2 separate regions of the Mus musculus genome follow, and region 2 is linked to region 1. The links are chromatin contacts, called in public HiChIP or PLAC-seq maps. All regions are on one chromosome and are shown on one strand. Each heading gives the region's core, a stretch centred on a gene start, on an enhancer-like site or on the middle of the called end of the contact. The rest is flanking DNA. Distances are from core to core; before and after follow the strand shown.

Region 1 (5,524 bases), core at 873-3,372:
AGACCTGTGAGGAGCTCAGTGAGTGCTGCACTTTAAAATTGTTACATTATCACACATGGGTCACGAAGTTAGAAATGGAATTTAACAAATGAAAAAACAAAAACAAAAAACAAAAAACAAACAAAAAATAACGAAGACTGAACTCTCAAGTCCGAAACTAAAGATCAGGGAAGAAAAGAATTTCCTTCAAAATACCCATAAGAGTAAACTAAGGAGGCCATCTTACTTTATTGTGTTACTAAATGCAGCTAGCCATATTAATAAATTTCCTTTTTAATATACTACAGCTCAAATCCAGAGTCAGAAGATGCTAAGCAAAGATACTCTTACACTGACATATATTCCTGGCCCTTTGTTATTTATAATGTCATTATATTTTTAAAAAAATACGTGAGTCCACACAATTCTTAAAGAACTTGCTTTTTAAATAATATAACTATAAAATATCCACTCAGAATGGATATTTCTGGAAACACAGAATGCACTGTAGCCAGGCTGAGCGTATAATCAATGACACAGCACTTGTCACATAAAGGCCCTGTGTTCAATACATGACATCTCCATCAAAGTCCACTTAAGGAATATACAATACAAAAAACAAAAAATATGGTTTAAGAAAAAACAAAACAGGTTCTTCCTCTTCCAGGGATAGTGCTTAGAGGCACTCAGTATGGTCCAGCGGTTGACATACTGTCAAAGGCTTTCCTACAATACAGCCTCTAACAAAACGAGGCTGTCTCGAACCCCTGACAACAGGATTGTTTACCTTTATACCAAGAAGGTTGGGAAAGCACCTAAATCTGCATGTGGCGTGTGCCCACTCAGACTGCAAGGGTTGCCTGCTGTGAGAGCCAGGGTAGTCCTTATGCGCTTGTCTAAGACAAAGATGCAGGTAAGCAGGGCCTATAGCTGCTCCATGTGTGCCAAGTGTGTCTGTGACAGGATCAAGCAGGCTTTCTTTATTGAGGAGCAGAAAATCATTGTCAACGTGTTGAAGGTACAAGCACAGAGTCAGAAAGCAAAATAAACATGCAGCTTTAAGTAATTACAAAAACAGAAAAAAGAAAATCAGAACAGACACAATTATCTAAGAAGTCTAAGGAAGAAATGGAAAATCAAACTGTAAAAAAAATTAAGTATTAACCAAACTTAGAACAATAAGCTGTTATGATCTATTCAATATTAACTAAACTTAAAATATATACATACATACATACATACATACATACACCCATGTATCAACAAGACAACCTCCCAACCTAAATTCAAGCCAATCAAAAAGAAAACAGCATAAAGACAACTAAAACAAAGTAAGGACCATTTCTTACTGACTGATTCAGCTCATGTACATAACTTTCACAGAGAAGAAAATGACATTTTTACACTGAAGCATTATCACATATGAAAAGTATAAAGAAACCAGTAAAATCAAAACACTTGTTAACATCACTAAGAGTGCCGCTTTTTAAATATTTGATTAGCATAATTACTATAAATTTTTGCTCGTTAAAGCCAAGTGCTGTTTAGAGTAACTATAGGCATCACTAGTTAGTTCACCTCACTTTTCTTCTGAAACAAGATAGCTGAAGCAACGCAGTTAAAGAAGCTCAAGCTGCGAGACGATTCTGAACACAGCAAAAAGGCAACCACAAACTATCCTCTGTATTTCTCCTATCAGAATGCTTCCATAATCATTATCTGAATCTAATATGTAAAGCAAAATTTGAAATTAGATGATGTCGAATTAATTAATTTTAAATTCAGTAAAGGATATAAATTATGAAACCTTTGCTACACAATAAAATTATAATCTTCTGAGGATGTAATCTGAGCAGTTTAAATGACATGCCAAAAGGCTTAAAGAACGTTTGGAGTTTTCTGGTAACAATAATAGAGGTTCATTTAACAGGGTTTTGAAAATTATATTGAAAACACTAAAATAAACCTTAAAAAGTAGTCGTAATTCAGGAAATGTATCAAACCTTAACTTTCGGAGGGCACTCTCAGTATGTTTTCAAGACTCAGAAAGTCGGTTTCGTGGAAGCCATGTTAGCAGAACTGCACTGTCCAAAGGAAGTGACAGTGCGGATTGTGGGTTTTGACATCCACAGTTTACAATAGATAAACATTGTGCAAAGAAAGAGCTAAAGCTCACCAGAGTCCCAGCTCTGGGCTGCAGATGAAGTGCACGCCTGCGAGCCCAACGCCTGGGAAAGCTGAATGAAAAGTTCACACGCTCAAGATTAAGCTAAACTTTTATTACTGGCCAAATGCAGAGTAAAAGCTGACACAATTCAGCTCTCAGAAAGCCTTTCTCCACAGACTTCACACACAGTAGTTACATACACACTTATATTCAAAGTCTTCTCAAACAATTTTTTTCTCTCAATAGTAATACAAAGTTAAGTTCCAAACTTTTCAAAACTCAGAACATTAAAAAAAAAATTACATAGCAAGATTTTGCTGAAAGGACCCTGATATAGCTGTCTCTTGTGAGACTATGCCGGGGCCTAGCAAACACAGAAGTGGATGATCACAGTCAGCTATTGGATGGATCATAGGGCCCCCAGTGGAGGAGCTAGAGAAATTACCCAAGGAGCTAAAGGGAACTGCAACCCTATAGGTGGAACAACAATATGAACTAACCAGTACCCCAGAGCTCATGTCTCTAGCTGCATATGTATCAAAAGATGGCCTAGTCGGCCATCACTGGAAAGAGAGGCCCTTTGGACAGGCAAACTTTATATGCCCCAGTACAGGGGAAAGCCAGGGCCAAGAAGTGGGAGTGGGAGGGGAGGGGAGGGGGTACTTTTGGGATAGAATTGGAAATGTAAATGAAAAAAACACCTAATGAAATTTTTAAAAATTAAAAATGAAAAAAAACAAATCTAAAAATTAAAAAAAAATTACGAGAACAGCTATGGCTACTGAATTTCTAATTCATGCTGTATTATAAAGCTCAAAATTCCAATATACATAATGATTGAGTCACAATCCATTAGCACAGTATGTAGTTAACTCAGGATTTCAACTAACAAGTAAGCCTATGAAGGAATACCTGAACTGTATGGCATTCCTCACGCCAGACACTCCTGTATATGGACAATTAACAGAGACTTCATGAAAGTAGCAACAATTAAAACTAAGAACAAACAAGTTATCAACAAGTATAATACACAGGCTTTAAAAGCAAAATGCTTAATTATACTCTACACCCCTCAATCAAGCATTTCAGAGTAATTACACACTCACCAACTCACTGAGCCTCCAAATCTATTACTTTGAACATCCCTTAAGTCACTGAGAAGACAGCTCTGGTATAACATGAATGTGGAATTAAACCTCACACTCATGTGTTAAAGAATGGGTCTCACGCAATCTTCCTAGGTAAGATTTGGGGAAAATGATAAGTCATGAGGGCTTTGACAATCAAAAGATTAATCCATTAAAAGATTTTTATGAGAAGATGGTGGAAACTGGGCCTCACTGGAAGAAGTGGGTTACTGGAGGTCAGCTTTTAAGGGGTATATCTTGCACACAGCCTCTTCCTCTAATGTCCTGTTTCCTAGTTGACCTGAGGCAAACAGAGTAGCTTTTCTTACCATGTCTTGGTTCCATGATGCTAAAAACAATGGAATCAGGAAACCAAGTAAACACACTCATAAATACTGTAGAGCTAGGCTGACTGCAGTGCAGTGGTTCAGTTAGTGGAATGCTTTCCTTACATGCACAAAGCCCTGGGTTTGATCTTCAGTACTGGATAAGTGTGTTGGCACATGCCAGTAAGCCCAGTGCTCAGGAGGTAGGGGCAAACCAGGAGTTCAAAGTCATCTTTGGATACACAGTAAGTCCAAAGCCAGGTTTTAATCTGTCATTAAAAGAATTTTAACCTTTTCATTAAAAATCTTTTAATGAAACTAATCCATTAAAAGATTTTTATGGGAAGATGGTGGAAGGTGGGCTATATGATAATCTTATATATTATCATCAACAACAAATAGAGGTCAAAACGTATAATAATAGGATAGTAATAGCATGATTACCTCACCTATATAATTAGTCTGTTTCATAGTCTAGTAGTGCTATGGTTTGGATGCTGAATGTCTACCACAAGCTCAGGTGTTAAAGATGCAATGCAACGGATGGCACTATTGGGAAATAAAGGAACTTCTATACAGTAGGACACACTAGAAGGAACTTAGATCACTGAAAACGTGAACATGCAGAACAGTATGTGACACCAGTCACCTCCTCTTTCTCTTTTATGTTCCCTGGCCACAAAATAAATAGCTATGCTCAACCACACACTCCATGGAAAACAGCAATGAAAACACAAATACCAGGAAATCGAACAATACTTTTGAATGAGCCATTGAAAAAAGAAAAAAAATCAAGGTAGAATATTAAAATTCTTAGAACCAAATGAAAATAACAGCACAATTTACCAGAACCTCAAAGATACAGATAGAAAAGTCCTAACAAGAAAGTTTATATATAAATGCTCACATTAAACATGCAGAGACAGTTCAAGAAAAAAATAAAAACAAAACCTAACAACATACCTTTAGCCAAACTAACAGAAGACCCAAATTTATAAGGTAGAGATGAAAAGAGAAATGTTACAAGTGCCAAGGAAATCCATGAATCATTAGATAATATTTTACAAGTTATATTCCAAGAAACTGGAAAATCTAAAAGAAACAGATGAACTCCTACATATCAAATAAAAACAAAAACTTAAAACGGGCCCATGACAAATGGGATTGAATGTAGACTGAATAATTTTAAAGTCTATGTACGCATACACACATGCACACACACCAAAAACAAAACAAACAGCTCGGGACTAGGATTCACTGCTGACTTCTGCTAAACTTTTAAGAACCCACACCAATACTCATCAAAACATTGCACCAAACAACAAGCAACACTGCCAATCTCATTCTAAGAACCCAAAGGAGGAGGCAACTCAAAAGCAAGACTACAGAACAACTGCCCTGACTAGCCCCAAGGCAGAACTCCCAGTAACACATTAATAAGACCACACATCATGACCAAACTGGTTTATTTCCAGGGATTCAAGTTTGGGGCAGTATATGTAAATTAACAAATACATTCATTATGCTATATAAATACACTAGAAGCCAGAATTTGAATGATCATAAAAAAAAGTTCAATATCCTTTCATGACAGAAGTCCTAAACATAGTAGGTAGGAATAAAATGAGTATATCTAAACATGATAAAGACTGTATATATGACATATATATACATTTATCTCCTACACCCAACATCTTTTTTTGTTTGTTTTGTTTTTGTTTTTGTTTCTTTGAGACAGGGTTTCTCTGTATAACCCTTGGTGTCCTGGAACTCACTCTGTAGACCAGGCTGGCCTCGAACTCAGAAATCCGCTCGCCTCTGCCTCCCAAGTGCCGGGACTATAGGTGTGCGACACCACCACCCAGATCCACCCAACGTCACATTAAATATATTAAAAAAAAAAAACATTTCTCTGCAATTTGGAA
Region 2 (5,733 bases), core at 1,901-4,400, 64 kb after region 1:
CTCAGTGTTCTTGGTAATACTGGAAGAGCAGCAAAGCCAGGCATTCAGTTAGGGTTTTTTGGCTCAAGCAGCCGACCCTGTCTTAAGTGCCTCTCACATGGGAAAAACAACAACGAGAAGCCTACCACCTAGGGCTTCAGAGGACAGGATGCATAACCTGAGCCAGGGCTGTGACCTGGCTGCCAAGCCAAGCAAATATGATCTGAAGTGGCATTAACAGAAGGCTACTGGCCAGTGTAAGAAAGGGAAGAGTCCAAAGGTTCACTTTGCTGGGGCTAGCTCACACCTAGAGAATGGTGCTTCCTTCTATGTCTTAAAACTGATTCAACAACTCCAAGTTTACCCAGGTTGGGTGACTCCATGATTAACTGCTAGAATCCTTTGAAGAAAGACGGACAAATTTGGGGTAGTTTACCCAGGAAGCTAGACATGAGGATGTAGGATGGCTCTTTTGAAACAATCCATGGGCTATCGTCTCTAAAAGCTGGACTCCACAAGAGGAAGGCTTTCCTAGCCCTCATGAACACGCAGAAAAGAGCAGTTCTTATGCTTAAGAGCCACTGCATGTGTGGGATTGGCTGAGCCAGCACCAGAATATTCACATATAGGATGGAAAGTGTGGAGAAACGACCTTGCTCAAGATCCTTTCAGATTTAAAGGCTCTAATGACAAACTCTACAAAGGTTACCATTTCTTTCTGCTTAACCAAAGATTATATAAGGTAGTATGTCAGCCAGGAGTGGTAGATCATGGCTTTAATCCCAGCAGTCTGGAGGCAGATCTCTGAGTTCAAGGACAGCCTGATCTACAGAGCTTGTTCCAGAACAGCCAGGACTGTACCAAGAAGCCCTGTCTCAAACGAATAAACAACAACAACAACAACAACAAAGATAGTATTGCAAAGAATGGTAATTTGTATCCACAGGCCAAGGGTCCAGCACTGTGGAACAGCTGCTCATTAAAGTTTATTTATCATTAATAATAAAATAGCATATAGTAAAGTGTCTGGATTGGGAACACTTTTCTCTTCTTGACAATAAGTCAGGTTAGCAATTACCTTTCACCAATCCAGAAAATAGTTCCAGGAGCTGTTTGTCTATCATGATAATATATGGAGCTAAAGCTGGATACCAGATTTTTTCATTTCTAGCTCACTGTCCTTTCTAATACTAAACAGTACTGTTTTTTTCTGAACAGTAGGTTTAGAACCTTACTTGAATACAGGTTATGTTTTTCTTTCTGAACTGTACTGGTTCTTTGTCACAGGCAGGTTGTTTTAGGCAAGGACAGTTTCTAATTTAAATGTTGTCCCCAGTTAATTCTATGCTATCCAAACTTTCCAGGTGGGACTAGAGAGATAGGTGGCTCAGCAGTTAAGAACACTTGTTGATCTTGTAGAAGAGTAAGTAAGGTTTGGTTCTCAGCACCATCGTGGAGTTTACAACCATCTTTAACTCCAGAGGATCTGGCACCCTCTTCTGGCCTCTGTGCAAACCAAACTCCACTTCAGTACCCATACATACATACATACATACATACATACATACACATATATGCATACATACATACATATAGGCAAAACACTCATATATATAAAAGAAAAATGATAAATACATCTTTAAGAAAGTCTTCAGCATTCATTACTACTCAAGTTTGAGAATACTTGACCATCAAGAGATGGATCATTTCTTGATGGTCAAGAATTTTTATGTGTTTTAATGTTGTTTGCTTGCATTCATGTCTGTGCACCACACACACTCCTGGTGCTCTTGGTGATGAGAAGAGGACATTAGATCCCCTGGAACTGGAGTTACAAACCACCATGTGGGTGTTGAGAATTGAACCTGGTCCTTTGCAAGAGCAGCAAGCGCTCCTAACCACTGAGCCATCAGTTGGAGCCCCAGCTTTGTTCTATGTAAAATAGAAACAGTAATATCACTGCCTTTTGAGGCCGTGGAAAGGCATGGGAATGGGTTTTGATAAATCCATTGTATGTTATCTATCATCTTTTACACACTTTCCTATTGGGTATTACCACGTTTTCTAATTACTTTTTTTTTTGTTTTGTTTTGTTTTTTGAGACAGGGTTTCTCTGTATAGCCCTGGCTGTCCTGGAACTCACTTTGTAGACCAGGCTGGCCTCGAACTCAGAAATCTGCCTGCTTCTGCCTCCCGAGTGCTGGGATTAAAGACATGTGCCACCACGCCCGGCTCTAATTACTTTTGATGAATAAATCCTAGCAGGTGCTGAAAAAAAAATCCTACTTAGTCGTATCATGCTATGCCAATAATCAATAGCAATTCACCAGGGCAGATGTTTCTTGAGTGCCCAGCCTAGAGCTGTCTTGACTTCTTAACAAAGGTAGCTTGAAACCAGGCCCTTCCTCCAGTGTTCAGATAGCATGGTCCAAAGGTGACTGACCAACCCGAGATTCCAAGAAAGTCTGCATATGCGTAAGAGTTGAGAGAGTCCGCCAGACCAATAAAGATGGGAGCTGCCTTGGTAGGGAGGGTATTCGGAGAGTTAAAGTACACATCTCTATCAGGGGACTGCAGGAGTGAACACAGGCTTGCCTTAGAGTTCTTATACTTGCTGGGCTAGTCACGAAGCCTCTCCGAACTTCAGTTCCCTTATCTGTGAAGACAAATTAGCCAGAGGTGGTGGCCCATGCCACTAAACCCAGAATCTTGGGTAGCTGTGGTAGGAGTACCATGAGCTAGAGGCCAGTTGGGACTATGTAAGGCATAGCTAAAAAAGAAAAGAAAGTCCTACCCAACACTTAACAAACAATAGTGTTCACCATAATGATATGTTTAATAAGAGTTAATAGGTGTATTTGAACTTAGCATATCAACTGTCACAGAGTAAAAGTTTAATTAAACTACTGTTAACCACTATGTTTTAGTAACACTTTAATAATGAACTGGGTCGTTCCAAGAATAATTCATTGCTGTATTGTTGTGGATCTGAGATGACGATTCCTGAGCCACTGTTTGAGTTTAGAGAACTGTAAAACCAGCAGGCCAGTCTGAGCGAGCAGCAGAGATAGCCGCGGCTTGTAGGGAAACCACTGAACCCCCCGCTCCCAGGGTCACGTGCCTCGTGGCCGCGCCCCTATTCCGGGAGTCCGGAGCGGCTGCGGCAGCGGCAGCACTCGGTGCGCGTGCGCGGAGGCCTGCGCGCTCTGCGGCGCGGTCCGCAGCGGAGGCGGCTCAAGCGCCTAGGGGGTGGCGGATGGCTCTGCCGGGCCCGGCGGTCTTTGGGCCCGGTTCCCGCGGGTCGTTGGACGAGGCCGGGGCTGAGGGGCGCGAGGCGGCGGCCCTTGCGGCGGCGGGAGTCGCGCTGGAGGACGAGGAGGAGGACGATGGCCGCCGGGGCCTGCTGCGCTGGGACGGCTTCTCGGCCTGGCTACACTGCGTGTGTGTGGTGGGCTTCGACCTGGAGCTGGGCCAGGCGGTGGAGGTGAGGCCGAGCCGCACCCTGTGTCTCCACCCTTGGGCGGCCGGGTCCTGGCCGCTGCTCATCCGGGCGTGGCTCGCAGCCCCTGCGCGGCTCAGCTGGGCGGTGCTTCTCGACCCTTCGGTGGGAGGATCGTGGGCTGCGGCTAGGGGTGAAAAGTTCTTTGTAGGCCCCTCCTAAATACTTGTTGATGTTCCTCTTTAAAAAAACAAAACAAAAAACCAGCGATAACTGGAGGGTAGTGGCACCCAGAAAAGCCTACAGCAGACAGGATGTTTGCTTGGAACTTTCAAGAAAGGAACAATACCCCCTGACATATGTGAATTACAGTAGCCAAACGTGCACGTCCAATCATGTGGGCTGACTGACTGTATTGTCAATTGCGCTAACTCGTAGATCGGTCCACTGAGTCCAAGTCAAAATGCTTAGCATGCATTCTCTCCCTTTTCTCTGTTCCCCATTTCTCTGTGAAATGTCGTTGGGTTCCCATTCCCTCCAAGTCTCTCCCTAGCATTGCAAACAGAATTCAAGGCCTTCTGAAAACTAGGCAAGCTGTCCCCACACCCCTCTCCCGACCCCTGCTGTTTCTTAATACTGATTCTGTGACAATTCCCAGAAACCTAATGTCAGTGGAAAAATTGTTGGCTTATAAATCTGTTAGATATCATAACATCTTACCTAAAAGACCTTTGAATCTCACTCATTTTTGCCATCACTTTGCATCTTTTTTTTTTGTTGTTGTTTGTTAGCATAAAAGATTTGTCTTATTTATCCAAGTGAAAAGTTACTAGAAAGGCATTAGAAAGGTGTATGTCCCGAAGTTTTTGGTATTTTGTTATTGTTCTTTTGGCATCGGTGAAAGATTCTAATCTTATTCTGATTTGGTTGGTCTGGTTGTTCCAAACGAGAAACTGCTGCATCTTTGTCTTTTGTATCGTTACATAGTTCATTTAAATATTGAGTTTTTATTAAGATCTAGGCACCATACAAGTTAGTGGACATACACATAAAAGGATGTTCTCATTTGCATTTATGAATTGAGACAATAAGGTGGGGATCTAAGAATTAATCTATTTAGTCAATAGGATCAAATTTATTGCCTGATACAGTATTCATTAAACGTTTGTTGATAGAGGGAGTTAGTATGTAAAGTGATTCTGTATTTTATTTGAGACAGGAATAACAATCTCCAAAGATTGAAGACATTTATTTTTAAAGATTTGTTTATTTATATAATGTGTATGAATGTTTTGCCTTCATCTCTGCATGTAAGAGAATTTGTACCTTGTGCTTGTGTAGGCTGGAAAAGGGGGTTAGATCCACTCAGTCTGCAATCCTTCTGGTCATGTAGGTGCTGGGAACTGAACTCACATCCTCTGGAAGAGCAGCAAGTGCTCTTAACAGCTGAGCCATCTCTCCAGCCCCTCAAAACAATATATTATGCTCGTTATTTAATGATAAACTGAAATTTTATGTGTAGCAAAATAAAACTTAATCGGTAAGCAGAAGCTGTCATATTTGGTCACCTTTAAAAAAAAAAAAGATTTATTTGTGTGTGGCTATTTTGCTTGTCTGTGTGTCCATGCTCCACACTCATTCCTGGAGGTCAGAGGAGGCATCAGGGCCTCTGAACAGGAGTTGCAGACGGTTGAGAGCTGCCACTGAAGTTGCGTCCTCTGGAAGAGCATCGAGTGTTCTTACCCAGTGAGCCATCTCTCTAGCCCCATTGATCGGTTTTTGTAATCTCATCGTTTGGAACATTGCTTTTAACATGAGTATTTTCTTTTTTAAATAAGTGGCATATCTTGACAGAGTTGAGGTGATGAAAAATAATCACTAAAGGTTATATATGAAATTTTATTTCCCATAATTGCCATTTCAGAGCAGTATCTTTACGAAGTAGTTCTTAGCTTTTTTTTTTTTTTTTTTTCTTCCTGAACTTTCAAAAACAAAAGAAGAAGAGTTTGAACTCTCTTGGAAAATGAGTAGGACAAACTTGTGTTGCTAGCTAGGCTGTTTGCACTGATCCGTGGAGGTGTTGTCGTCGTCTCTGTCTGGATTAAGGATCACTGCCTTAAAGTAAGGAGAAGAGAGGAAGGTCCCTTCATAACGGAGCTAAGGAATGGTAAACACAGTAAGATGTCAATGATCTGGCTTTGAGACTGGATCTCACTCTCCTCGAGTACATGTAGCCCAGGCTGGCCTTAAACTCACAGCAGTTTACCTGTCTCAGGCTACACCCCTCACCACTCCACCACCTAGTGCTGGGATTA

What was found. HiChIP or PLAC-seq counts read pairs in DNA pulled down with a chosen protein or histone mark.
Region 2: an H3K4me3 HiChIP or PLAC-seq map of pro-B cells shows a contact between it and region 1, with 2.0 times the contacts expected there. The contact joins the promoter of Dennd6a here to the enhancer-like site in region 1. A contact is called at or near these places in 2 of 39 promoter capture datasets (the C10 cell line and embryonic stem cells), 1 of 15 datasets of contacts at CTCF or cohesin (CD8 T cells), 14 of 484 Hi-C or Micro-C datasets (the AML12 cell line, B cells, the C10 cell line and 9 more), 17 of 115 datasets of contacts at active chromatin or transcription factors (the 230-238 cell line, the HPC-7 cell line, the SCID.adh cell line and 12 more) and 3 of 9 other capture datasets (adipose tissue, liver and pancreatic islet).

The regions. Positions count from the first base shown.
Region 1 is chr14:26,513,884-26,519,407 of GRCm38.p6, forward strand. The region is part of intron 1 of Slmap (sarcolemma associated protein); the gene reads right to left. It also overlaps the pseudogene Gm2178. Among named protein-coding and RNA genes, the nearest start is that of Slmap, 18 kb to the right of the region's middle. Within about 2 kb of position 2,123, at least 71 of the 459 cell types and tissues checked have an H3K27ac peak or open chromatin away from gene starts, as enhancers often do. A contact at or near this core is called in the 230-238 cell line, CD8 T cells, the HPC-7 cell line and 7 more, where this site is marked.
Region 2 is chr14:26,576,400-26,582,132 of GRCm38.p6, forward strand. Dennd6a (DENN/MADD domain containing 6A) reads left to right here and starts at 3,151. Exons shown (of 20, transcript NM_001134465.2): 1 at 3,151-3,463. The coding sequence starts at 3,236.